Regions from separate parts of the Mus musculus genome. Here region 2 is linked to region 1. Evidence: chromatin contacts called from public HiCAR-type data. All regions are on one chromosome and are shown on one strand. Each heading gives the region's core, a stretch centred on a gene start, on an enhancer-like site or on the middle of the called end of the contact. The rest is flanking DNA. Distances are from core to core; before and after follow the strand shown. Region 1 overlaps Ext1 (exostosin glycosyltransferase 1). Region 2 overlaps Ext1 (exostosin glycosyltransferase 1).

What was found. HiCAR-type assays count read pairs that join an accessible place to other places.
Region 2: a HiCAR-type map of kidney shows a contact between it and region 1, with 2.6 times the contacts expected there. The contact joins two enhancer-like sites. A contact is called at or near these places in 2 of 484 Hi-C or Micro-C datasets (the N1E-115 cell line and macrophages) and 3 of 115 datasets of contacts at active chromatin or transcription factors (fibro-adipogenic progenitors, kidney and thymic regulatory T cells).

Annotation. Positions count from the first base shown.
Region 1 is chr15:53,143,902-53,150,003 of GRCm38.p6, reverse strand. The region is part of intron 1 of Ext1 (exostosin glycosyltransferase 1); the gene reads left to right. Among named protein-coding and RNA genes, the nearest start is that of Ext1, 200 kb to the left of the region's middle. Within about 2 kb of position 4,518, at least 34 of the 459 cell types and tissues checked have an H3K27ac peak or open chromatin away from gene starts, as enhancers often do. A contact at or near this core is called in kidney, where this site is marked.
Region 2 is chr15:53,284,116-53,290,112 of GRCm38.p6, reverse strand. All of the region lies in intron 1 of Ext1 (exostosin glycosyltransferase 1), which reads left to right. Among named protein-coding and RNA genes, the nearest start is that of Ext1, 59 kb to the left of the region's middle. Within about 2 kb of position 4,687, at least 20 of the 459 cell types and tissues checked have an H3K27ac peak or open chromatin away from gene starts, as enhancers often do. A contact at or near this core is called in kidney, where this site is marked.

The DNA of each region.
Region 1 (6,102 bases), core at 3,269-5,768:
AGATGGAAGGAAGGTAGACCCATATATTTCCTCAGCAATATCCAAAAACAGTACACTACATGGACCACTTCGTATATGCTCATGGTGTTGGGGATTAATAGTGATTTCCAACTTCAGATGCCTCCATCTCACTGTGAGGTTAAAATACTTATGCTGTTATGTCCATCAAAGTCTTACTGGATTCCCGAGAGCGGAGCTCTAGGCAAATCCTTGGAGATGTAAAATCACCGGAGAAAACAACTCCAGCTCTCCAAGGAAATTATGGTCTATTGGCTATCAGTTTCAATTAAAATGTTTCCAACACAACTTGTAGTGCAAGGAGACTCTTAAACGAAATGTGTTGGCCACATGTTTTTAAATAATTCATGACGCGCATTTAAACACTTGCCATGGCTCAGTGGGGTAGAAGTACTTGTCCCAAAACCTTAATGACCAGGGTTTGATCTCTAGAACTATCAGCGGAAGGACTTGATTCTTGTTTGTCTCTAACCTCTACATGTTTGCCCCCACCCATTCATAACACACACACACAAACACCACTAATTAAAAATTGTGAATTACTTACATTATTAATGAAGGTGATGAGCAGAAATGTCAGAAATCTCCAAGAAACTGTGGGTCTAGTAAAATAGGATTTCATTTTTCTGTTTGCAGAATGTTCGTAGCTTAAGGTTGAGGAGTAGGCTTCATGAACCCCAGGAATGTAGCTCCTGCTGTTTTATGATCTCACTGTATTAAAGGTTGCTCCAGTTCCAGCTATCACAACTGCATTGCCTACCGTAGAAAGAGAATAGAGAAGGACCCTTCCTTTGTAGACAGTTCTTGGAACGGTTACCTTTAACCATTCCTCAGGTGGCTAGAGAGACTTCTGTAAGCATCCACTGTGGCTAGACATGTGTGTTTGCTTCAACCATCTGAAAATCAAAATATGTAACTTAGATAAACAGAGAAGTAAAGAACTCAAGTATGGATGACAGTACAAAGAAATGCTGGCTTCTGGCTTCCTTTGGGGCCAAGGTTCAAGGGTTATAAGCTAAGAGCTGAGAACAGCATACAGTGAAAATGACTTTAAGAGTATCTATGCAAACTCTAATTGCTTGCCATGCATGATACTATAGATTTGTTAGCTTTTTGCTTTTAATGTGTTCTTATAAACAACTATTCAGAATAATGCCACTGTCATTAAATAGAGTCACCTTATGCTGTTATAATAATCTGTCTTGTGGGTATTTGATCAGAAGGAAACATCAGCTAAGCAAAGTAGGAGATTATTGAATGGGAAGACAGAAAGGTGATTGGAGGTGTTCCTAGAACTACGTGACGCTTCCTATTAAGTCCTAAGCTATTTTTTTGGTAGATTGAATACAGTATGCTCTTTCTTTGTGGAGGCAGGATAAAGAGACATCATAGTTATATAAATATTCTGAATGAACAGATAGGCCTACCTACAGAATTAACAGCGGATATTTTAGAAAACCGATAACTACAGCAATGAGGTGCTATGTGCCCTCAGGCATAAAACCAGTGGTATTGTTACATGTTATAAAGAAAGACAAAGGTGATGCCTTTACATGAGAAGAAAGGGTTCTTGGTAAAGTTAGGATGCAAGGCTGCATTTCCAATGCCTCCTTTTCCTGTGCCTTGTGTTCTTACTTTATGGGTGCAAGCTTGAGGCATGGACAGACTAGCTAACTGTCCAGCGTCACAAAGACACTGAGTCCAACGTCACAAAGACACTGAGTCCAAAGTTGATGTTCAAACTCTGGCCACCTGATACAAGGTTCTAAGCTTTTCTTTTCTTTCTTGTTCTGGTTAAAAGCTGTTAACCTCTATCTTGTATTACATAGATAGTTTTTTCTGCCAGGAAGATTGAAGCTTTTGAATATTTTTGTCCATTCTGCACCATCACTTGGCATTGAGGATGGCTACCTTCTGAAGTTGATAACAAATTGATAAAAATTGATAATTAAATGACTTGGTTAGATTACCCTAAGTGGCAGGGAACAAGCTTTCCCACAAGGCTTTGCCCATCAGTGGGTGGCAACTGGCTCAGTGTCTTGTCTCTCTCAAGTTGAAATTGCCTTTAGAATTTAATTGTTTTTGTTCCCGGCCACTTTGAAATGGAATTAGACACACTTGTGTAGTGTCACTGGCTCAGTACTTACTATATGCTGAGACCTAGCTACATTTTCCTTGATGAGAGAATGGCCGCACTCACTTTTATGTGGGTCTTAGTAGCCACCAATATTTGTGGAGTAGAATTAAGGGCCAGGTCAATTGTGGAGTGCGTCTACTAGAGCCCCCATAGGGGCAGAGAAACAACCAACCACTAGAGCCCCGGTGAACAGTATTCTCCATGGAAGTTTAACTTCTGCAATGCTCAAATAATTTCATGCCAGGCCAGCTCTCTCTAAACTAGAACTTTGGATATAATATAGTGTCTGTTTTGTTTTGTTCTCTAAATCATGTGACAGGTATTTAACAAATGTGCTGTCTCACTCCTGGTTTATCACAATGTCATAACAAATATATGATCAGATCCACCAAGTGAGCCCAAAAATCTCAAGGATCCTGGGAAATATCGTTCAGTTGAGCTTGTTTTAACTGGTTTTGAAAATGGACCCACTGGACTCAGACTTTTAAGCACTTGCTGCTTTTCCTTTACACCTCCTATCAGCCCTTGATTAATGATCAAAGGATCATTGTCTGGTGCAGAAGACCGCAGGAGTTCTGGCTTTCCTGGGAAAGCAGGAATTGGGAAACCTCCCAAGTATGTCAAAAGGCAAAGGGGGAAAATTAATACGTTGTTGTCAGGGAGCCTCTAAAGAAGAGTTCAGATAGCGCTCATTTGGGAATAGCTATCAGAAGAAACAGAAGCAGAGCAGGAGAGAAATGCTAAGGGGCCTAAGATGCAGTTTGGGCAAACATTCCTCCATCATTCCTAGAAGCAGGCTGTACATGTTCCCTTTTCCTGAAAAGCTAGCACATGGACTTGGAGGAGGCTGAGGGCCTCTTCACTGTGTCTCAAAACTGACAATTCTTGATCTTATTTCTTTCCCTGATACTTTTCATTTCAAGGGAAATAAAAATCTGTTTTCGGGTTCCTTTCTCCTCCCTTGCCACTGCTAATGTCAATATCGCCAGAACAACTTCAGACTTTAGACATTAAGAAACGTTGAGTTAATATAACAATTTGACGTTGCTTTAAAATTTACCCATGGATCTCTAGGCAAGCTCCATCTTTAAATATTTACTTAAAATATTTGCTTTTGCATGTATACCTGGCCATTTGTAGGAATGTATTGAAAATGAGTTGATTTATTTGCTTCATTCTTGGGTGGATAATGTTGACTCTACTGAAGTGTATTAGAAGAGAGTCATTCTATTAGCTATTCCTTCTTTTAAAGAGTCCATGGTGGCTGGACTCTGCCGTATTAATTATTCCGTGGGCTTCAGCAATCTCTAACTGGGTGTTTTCTAAATAACAACTATATGTAGATAAGTTTCTTTAGATAAGTCTCTAATGTAGCACTCAGGGGGGGAAAAATCAGCAGACCTGAATTAACCGAGAAACCACTTTTGTGTTGCGTTTTGATCCATTTAAGCTAAACTGATTAGCACTTTTTGAAAAGCAAATCTAAATCCTTGTGCTAATCAAGGGAAATTGAGCCATGCTGTTATTCCATGTTGTTACCGAGCCAGTGAGAAGCAGCAAGCTCCCTTTTTATTTTATTTTTTATTAATCACTCAGCATATAGCTGGGTTCAGTGCCCACCTCCTCCCTCAGCAAACCACTCTCCTCAGCGCTTGTTTAATAAAACTGCACAGCGGGGGAATATTGGAGTGTTAGTGGGATTCTAGGAAGTTCATTCCGGTGCAGTTGACGATCGGGTGAGTGCTTTTGCTTGGGGGTGGGGGGAGGGGCGGGGATGGTCTGTTTGAAGCAGGCTGTTAAGAAAAGCATGAAGCCTGTTGCACACACGTGACTCAACTGAAACACAAGTAGAAAGCAGGCTTGCCTGGTTTCCAGTACTCAGTGGCTCTCCATCAGGGGTGGATGGACCCTGAGGCCCACCTCATGTCTTCACCGCTGATAACTTCATTCAACAAAAGGCTCACTACTTACTCATATCCACCCCAAGTAGATGCCGACGGTAGCGACTCGGCAGGCTTACTGTGTATGGAATTCTATTCTTTACTAAGAATTGATCATCACAGAGGCCTGTGCAATTCATTATCCCTGTAAACCCCACCCTCTACAGTTCCATTCTTTATTGGCAGTGATTAGGCAGGAGACATTCGTTTTGGTTTTCAGGCTGTCTGGTATGGAGCAGCAGATACCAGAGAATGAGGTGGGGGATGGAAAGGGAGGGATAATAATATTTAGCCTTATTCCTTTCATGCCTAACCAGAGTTGAGGAATTTTCAGAGCAGAAATTTGTTGTTTCAGGGATATGTCCAGTTTTCAGCTGGAGTTACTTATTAACCTCTACTTGCATAAGCAGACACCCATGAGACTCTAAGGATACATGGAGAAAGAAGTCTCACCTTGCTCTCACCCTCTCTGAGTCTTCAAATGCCTCTCTCATCAGTGAGCTGAGAGGGTGAGAAGCTTCCACCCTCTCAGAGGCAAAGGCAAAGCAGTTTGCACCTTTCTGCTTCTGCTGTGAAACCTTTGAAATTGTCTTACAGATGACAACTTCATACGAGTCAGATTTTCCAATGTACATGCAAGGCTACAGCTCACCCGCAGATGCTAGTAGAGATCCAGCTAGTCTGAGATCTCTGCAAAGGCCCTGCGTACCCCAGCTGCCTGCATGGCTCCCTAGCTGTTTAAAGCCTTCCCAGGTGGCTGGCGCTAGCAGGTACACATGGCAAGAACTACCCATGGCAAGGACCATTTGCTGGTTGTGATAGTTGGGACGGGTCTCCAAAGCCAGAAATGAGTATCAATAGACATTATCTTTAGCACAGAGCCTGTGTGGGCCCAGGGTTTAATCCTAGCTGGTGTGCCTGGCTGATGAATGTTCTGTAGCTGTGATCATCTCCTTGGGCTTTTATTGCTGTTTGCTCTGGCTGTGCCTTTAGGAGAAGGCCGAGCACTGTCTGCTGAAGAGTGATTTCAGAAATCACTTGGAAATGGTTGTAATCTTAAGAGTGTCCACACAAAGGTCATAGAAAGCAGAAATTGGCCTGGATACAGTGCAGATCATATACAACCTTCGATGTCAATGTCCCTGTCCTGATCTCTACTCCCCTTTAAATGCCACAAACCTGTACCTATTTTAAAAGGTTCCAGGACTTAGAAAACCTTATGTCACTTTTTCTAGACCTTTGCTTATTGGTGACAGAGGACAAAACTTCTGGGCAGGTTAACCAGATTAGGTTACTTCTGTGAACAGTTAGTATTGACTTAGTGTTTTTGTTGCTGTAATCAAACACCGTGACCATAAACAACTTGGGGAGAAAGAGGTTTATTTCAGCTCACACTCCATTGATGAGGGAAATCAAGGCAGGAGCTCAAACAGGGCAGGAACCTGGAGGTAGAAGCTGGTGCAGAGGCCATGGAGGGATGCTGCTTTCTCCTTGTGACTTCCCATTGCTTGCTCACCCCACTTTCTTACACCATCCAGGACAATGTATAGGGCCTGGGGGTTGCACCACCTCCAGTGAGGTAGACCTTCTTTTCTTCATTAATCATCAGTCCAGAAAAATGCACCACAGGCTTGCACAGAGGCCAATATGGTAGAGGTATTTTCTCGACTGACAGTACTTCCTTCCAGATGATCCAGTCTGGGTCAATGTGACATGAAACTAGCTAGTCCCAATATCCTATAGTACTATGTTTTAAGTCTGCTTTTTTTTTTTTTTTGGATCCTTGGCATTGTATGGGCCTGGACCTTCCTTTGTTCTTAGACAACAAACTGTGCAAAGTGTAGTATATCAGTTCTGTTAGACATAGAGAACCTAAATTCCTGACTGCCACTACTAAGGAACTGATCGAGTAGCCTGTCTGAAGAGGAAATTAATTGACCTCTTGGGCTCCTCTCAGGTTCAATGTCAGGCTTGGTCCCTGTTCTCCCTAGCATCCAATCAACGTAC
Region 2 (5,997 bases), core at 3,438-5,937, 140 kb before region 1:
ACACTCTCAGCTTCTTTCTAGGCATTCTCATCAACCACCTTTAACCCTTGAGTTCTAGGAAGTTGTTTCTTTTGTTTTTGTTTGTCCTTTTCCGATAGTGCCTTGGTAGGTCACTTTGGCTAGCCTGGAACTTGTTACTTAAGCCAGGCTGGCCTCCTACTTGCCCTCGTGCTTGTAGCCATCCTCCTGTCTCTGCCTCCCCAGTGCCTCGATTGCATCAGGCATGTGCTTCTATGCCCTACTAGAAGTGATTCCCCCCACCTCCCTTCATGCCTGTGAGTGTATGGGTAAGAAGTGTGTGTGTGCTGTGTACTTAAGTGGACATCTTCTGGTGTCATCCTCGGGAGCATCATTTGTCTTCTCTGAACCAGGGATTCCGATCAGCGTGGCGCTGACTAGTTAGGTTTGATTGGCAGATCACCGGGTTTAGCTTTATGTGGCTGTGCTGGGGATCAGACTCACATCTTGGAGGTTTTAAAGCAAGTGCTTTGCCCACTGAGCAATCCCACCTCCAGCTTAGGAAATCATTTTAAATCTAGTTGCCTACAATGTTCTTGCCCATGATTAAAAGTTGGAAAATGCTGTCAGCTGTTAGGGTTTATATATAACCTCAGAGGCCGGTGACACTGAAAAGGCAAAGCCTCGCACTTTGTAAGTCCAATTCATGGAAGCTCTTAGAAAATCATGAAAGCTCTTAGAAAACCCCTCGTGTGTACATGTACTTTCCCAGAAGTTCACAGCACCACAGTTCCCCTCTCCCAGGGCCAGTAGCCAGGCTGTTTCTGACTTCACAGTGCGGTTGGTTACATCTTATGCATGGATGTATAGCGAGTCATAGAGCAGCCTCGTGGAGAATGAAGCCAGAAGAGACAGTATATTTTCAGGAGCAATTTAGAGCATGATTGATCTTTCTGATGCTGTTAGTGTATTGTTTCTAGCTGACTGGCTTTACCCGCAGCTCCTGGGCAACACTGTGCTTAGGAAGAATTGTGGGAGAAACTGCATCGATTACTTGGTAAGTTAGCTCTACACTCTGAAATGAGGAAATCAGATTGTCGTTTACCCGCATAGAAACTCTGTGATACTGTCACATGTGTCACCAGTCTTAGAGATTTCTATGCCCAATTGCATGTTCCTCTTTATTTATTTTTAAGCTGTCTTTATTCAGTTTTTGTTTCTCATTGGAGTAGCAGTTCTTCACAGAATAGTAACCGAATCTCTAAGATGAATCAAAGATATAAAAAAAAGGGGGAAATTGTGGGGCTGGAAAGCGACTCAGAGGATGAAATCCTTTGCTGCCAAGACTGATAACTTGAACTTGAGCCCCTGAGCTCAGTGTGTAGCACAAAAGGAGAGAGCTAACTGCAGAAAGCTGTCCTCTGACTACGTGCTGTAGCATGCTCACAAGCACTGGTATACACACACATGCACATACGCAAATACACACAGGCACACATTCCTGCATGTACACGCACATAGCTGCATCACACACATAGCTGCATAACGCACATGAGTACATATGTGTGTGCACAAAGAGTATTTGAAATTGTATACTAACATGAACTGAGTTTGCTTTAATTAAATCATCACTTTGTGTATATAAATTCTGTCATTGCTAATATGCTGATAGATAGCCGTGTTCTTCTGTTTTTTTGTTTGTTTGTTTGTTTTAAGATTTATTTATTTTATATGACTACACTGTCACTGTCTTCAAACACACCAGAAGAGGGCATCGGATCCCATGACAGATGGTTGTGAGCCACCATGTGGTTGCTGGGAATTGAACTCGGGTCCTCTAGGAAGAGCAGTCAGTGCTCTTAACTGCTGAGCCATCTCTCCAGCCCCCATTCTTCTGGTTTTGACTTGTGTGGTATACTAGAAAAAGCCACCACAAGGGGGGGGGGGAGGGGGAGGAAGGAGAGAGAAGCACCTTATTTCTGTTTTGCTGGCATGTATTCCTTGCATAGACTGTTTCCCCCCCCCACCCCCCCCCCCCCGAACATCGACCATTTCTTTTACGTGTGTCATCTGAGTATAAGTCAGGGGACACTCAATGACATAAAATTTATCCTTCATTCTCCCATTTAATCCTTAGATCATTATCACCTCTCTTTAATTTCCTTACCCCCAGATTCACCTAACTAGCATTGATGGGTAGTGAGAGGGAAAGTCTGAGTTCTTGGGAGCCACATTTTATGGTCTGTGGGCTAACAATAGTATTCACATTCCTATAATAGTTAAAAAAAAAGTACAATACTCTGTAGTATATGAAAATTAATAAGAAAGTCAAATGTTCATGTCCATTGGATTTCTGTCACACCTATCCAGTTACATATATACCATGTCTGACAGCTCCAATGGCAGAGTTAGTATATCAGGGTCTCAGGGCTCTGTAAAGTCTATGATGTTTCTTCTTGCCTCTTCATAGGGAAGTCTGCTGACCCTGGGTACGGAGGCATATCTTGAGAACAACGAGTGACAGGAAAAGTACACAGCCCTTTAAGTTAGACAGTCGGGTGTCATGCCTCAGTTTCCTTAAAGGTAAAGTTGACTCAAGTTATCCCATATTTAAGGGTTTAGATGAGGGCGAATTGAAGCCTATTGAGTGCGAGAGTGCCCACAGCCTGCTAACCAGGACCTCAGGGACAAAAGTCCCTTGCCTTTACAGTTACTAGTCCTTAGGTCATCTGTTCAAATAGACAAACAAACCAAAATCAAAACAAAACTAACAAATATAAGCAACCAAACCAAGCCTTTCTCAAGACTAGTAATAGCTTATGGGATAGAATCTTGGTCTTTGTCTCTGTCTGTCTGTCTGTCTGTCTCTCTCTCTCTCTCTCTCTGTCTCTCTCTCTCTCAAACAAACACACACACACACACACACACACACACAGCTCCCTCACCGTCACCAAATTGGTGGCATTCGGTGTCAGTGGGCTTTTTGTTGAGATGAGTCTCTGTAGAACTAGTCTTGACCTTGTGTGAGTGACAGTGACTGGGGCAGTAGGGAGCTGGTGGAGCAGGGAGATTGCTTGAGAGGTTGAAGGGAGCCTAAGTCAGGAAGAATCTTGCCTCCAGTCTTCGGAGTCCTTGGCCTCAGTCTCCAGGGCTATTTCCCCTGTTAAATGTTTCTCGTTAGGCTGAGGTGCTTGCTAGACTGCACGTCTAGCCACTGGCAGGCAAGAAAACGCTTCGCCACATGAAGATGAAGGTGCGTTGGCAGTTCTTCAGTCTCTCTACAGAAACTGCAGTTGGACGCCTCCCTTCTTCCTGATTTAAGTGACCATGTTTTTCCCCCTTTGCTCTTCCTTTCCTGCCTGGCAGCCTTGTAAGAGTACTGTTCAAGCAGCCTGCTTCAGAGATGCGGGGTGCCATGATGGGCATTTCTTGTCCTCCTGACCTCCTCCTAGTCCTTTCTGCTGCCTTTCCCCATGTTTTCTTAGCCACCTTGCAGTGTGGGAACTTTGCCAAGGTCTGCTTTGAGTCCTAGGCTGTTGTGTGAGTCTGCTGCTTGTAAAGTCCAGTGAATTACTTTCTCTTGTTTATAGGGGGGATCTGATTGTATCAGCTCCACTTAGGTCCCTAGTATATTTATAGCTCAGAAACTGAGGGCCATGCAGGGGCTAAGTGCTTCTACATGTGAATCAATCTCTCTCTCTCCCTCTCTCTGAATGAATGTTGAGTCCTCTGGCCTTTCTTGTCTTTCTCTTCCTCTCTTGCTGTTAAAAATATATCTCGTATTATTCTTTAAAAATAGTGTTTTCATGTGATCTAGTGGTCTGAGATAGTTGCGTCTAAATGGCAAAAAGCGTTGCTTGTACCCTTTTATGCCCCTGGATGTCTCCCGAGGGAGGAAGAGCGGGAAGCTAAGTTTCAGTTCTCATTATTGGCTTCTGATGATAGTCTGGAATTATTTTATAGGTTGTGTTTGGCTGCCAGCATGGTGCTTGGGTGTGATTAATTTCTGCAGCTTGCCATTGGGTAAATAATTTTCATTCCTTGGATCCTTGTTGAGAAGGGATTAGCCAAGTGAACTGGAAAACATGCCTTTGTAGGAGGGCTTTGGCTGTTTGTGATAATCAATGAACAATCTAGTGGCCAATTTAATCCAGCTCTTACAGAACTAGCTGACTCATTGGCTCTTAATGCTTCTAAACATCTTCAACGGTGTTTTTAATCTTAGGGGACTAGGTATAATTCAGAATTTAGCTTTTCCCCAGGGATCTGGTTCTGGGCATTCTGAATAAACATCTTGTGAAATGGGTTTCAAGATGTCTTTTCCATGAGAACTCTTTCTGTCTTCTAAGTGTGGAAAAAAATACAAGAAAGGTTGGTATCAATTTAGCTCTTTTGGAAATGAAAAGTTAAAGCACAATAAAAAGGAAACAGCTAAAACACAACCCAGCCGAACAAAAACCCCAGAGAATCAGGATCTATCTTGCAGACCTTGGAGGCAGAGGATGCTCAGAGCCTGGGACACGGTTCTCGGGTTTGGCATCACGTCATTCCAGGAGTAAATAATCTACAGCTGAGCCTTTGCCTGGTGGGATGGTTGGAACACTTTCTGCCCAGGGGGCACGAGTTTCTACTCACGTGTTCCCCCCATTTGATTTATGCACCGACTGACTGAGGCCGAGAGGTCACTTTAGGAAAGCTTTCTCCTCTTGTCCTCTTGGCCTCGAATAGTTTCCTCCTGTTCCAAGTTCTCTTCTGAACATTGCCTTGCCCTGCCTGGGTCTGCATGCTGGCTGGTTGCTTGCTTGTGAGTTGCAGCAGCATGTCTACTGACTTCCAAGAAATAGAATGGTCAAGATCTTAGGTACTTGACTTCGATTTTCTTTTAAAGGAGTGTGGTGCCCTTGTGGACTAGACTCAGGCTTTGACAATTTTAGCCTAAATCTAGATGACAGGTGAGTGAAGGCCCGACAGACTTCACAGAGCAAAATTCAAGACATCCAAGTAAAATTGAATTTGAGATAAATAACAGATAATGTCCTATTAGCAGGTCAAGCTATCCTCTGACAGTCATAGGTAAGTCAGTATAGAGAAGCTGGGGGTCTCTCTCTCTCTCTCCTTAAAGGCTCCCGGATTAATCCAGGATCCATGGATTATTGTGAATAGGAAAATAATCATACAACCAGGAAAAGAGCCTGCCAATTATTAAGAATTTTCTATATTGATTACCTTTCAGTTCCCAACTTACAGAACAATTGTTGTCAATCATTGCCCATTTGATATATATAGTTGATGTGTGTGTATGTGCATGTAAGTCTCTGGATTTATCTTTGTGATGCTTCTTATGTATGCATGTATATATGCATCTAGTACTTAAAAAAAGATGAACGGTTATTGTGATTCCATTTCAAAGGAGGGGAAACTGAGGAAGAGCAGCGAGCAAGGGACTGGCTGAGGTTAAAGTAAAGGATGGGGGGTGGGGTAGGGATTTAGTCCAAGGTTTTCTGAGTCTTGGGTGGCGCCAGGGTTCTAAGATGGTTCTTTTTCTCCATTAGGTCTTATCATGGCGTATTGGAACTCACTGGACAGCTTTAAAAACACATGAGTCTGAGCACACCCCCAGAGGGGTACACTCAGTTGGTCTGATATTGTCCTTGGCATGGGGTCAGGTTGGGATTTGAAATTTCCCCAGGCGATGTTACTCTAGTGCCGGGGTTCAAGCCTGCTGCTTCCTTCTATTTTTGGAGTCAAATGAATTAATCTTCTCAGGAAATCTGGTCCCTCTATGTGGCCATGCCTGTAGGTTCTACCCCTCCCCCACAGAAACTCACTATTCCAAATGTGGCAGCTAATTTTTCATGGTCTTTGTTTCTTCAGAATTATTTTCAGGAAGTCCTGGTGGAATATATGTTGGGGTATAAACAAACCACAAAGAAAGACCTCTTGGGGGTCTTCTGTTGATGGATTTTCTGAGCGATCTTTTCTTTTTCATTCCTCCATTATACTTCCTGCACCGGGAAATGTCCCTTTGTTCTTCATTTA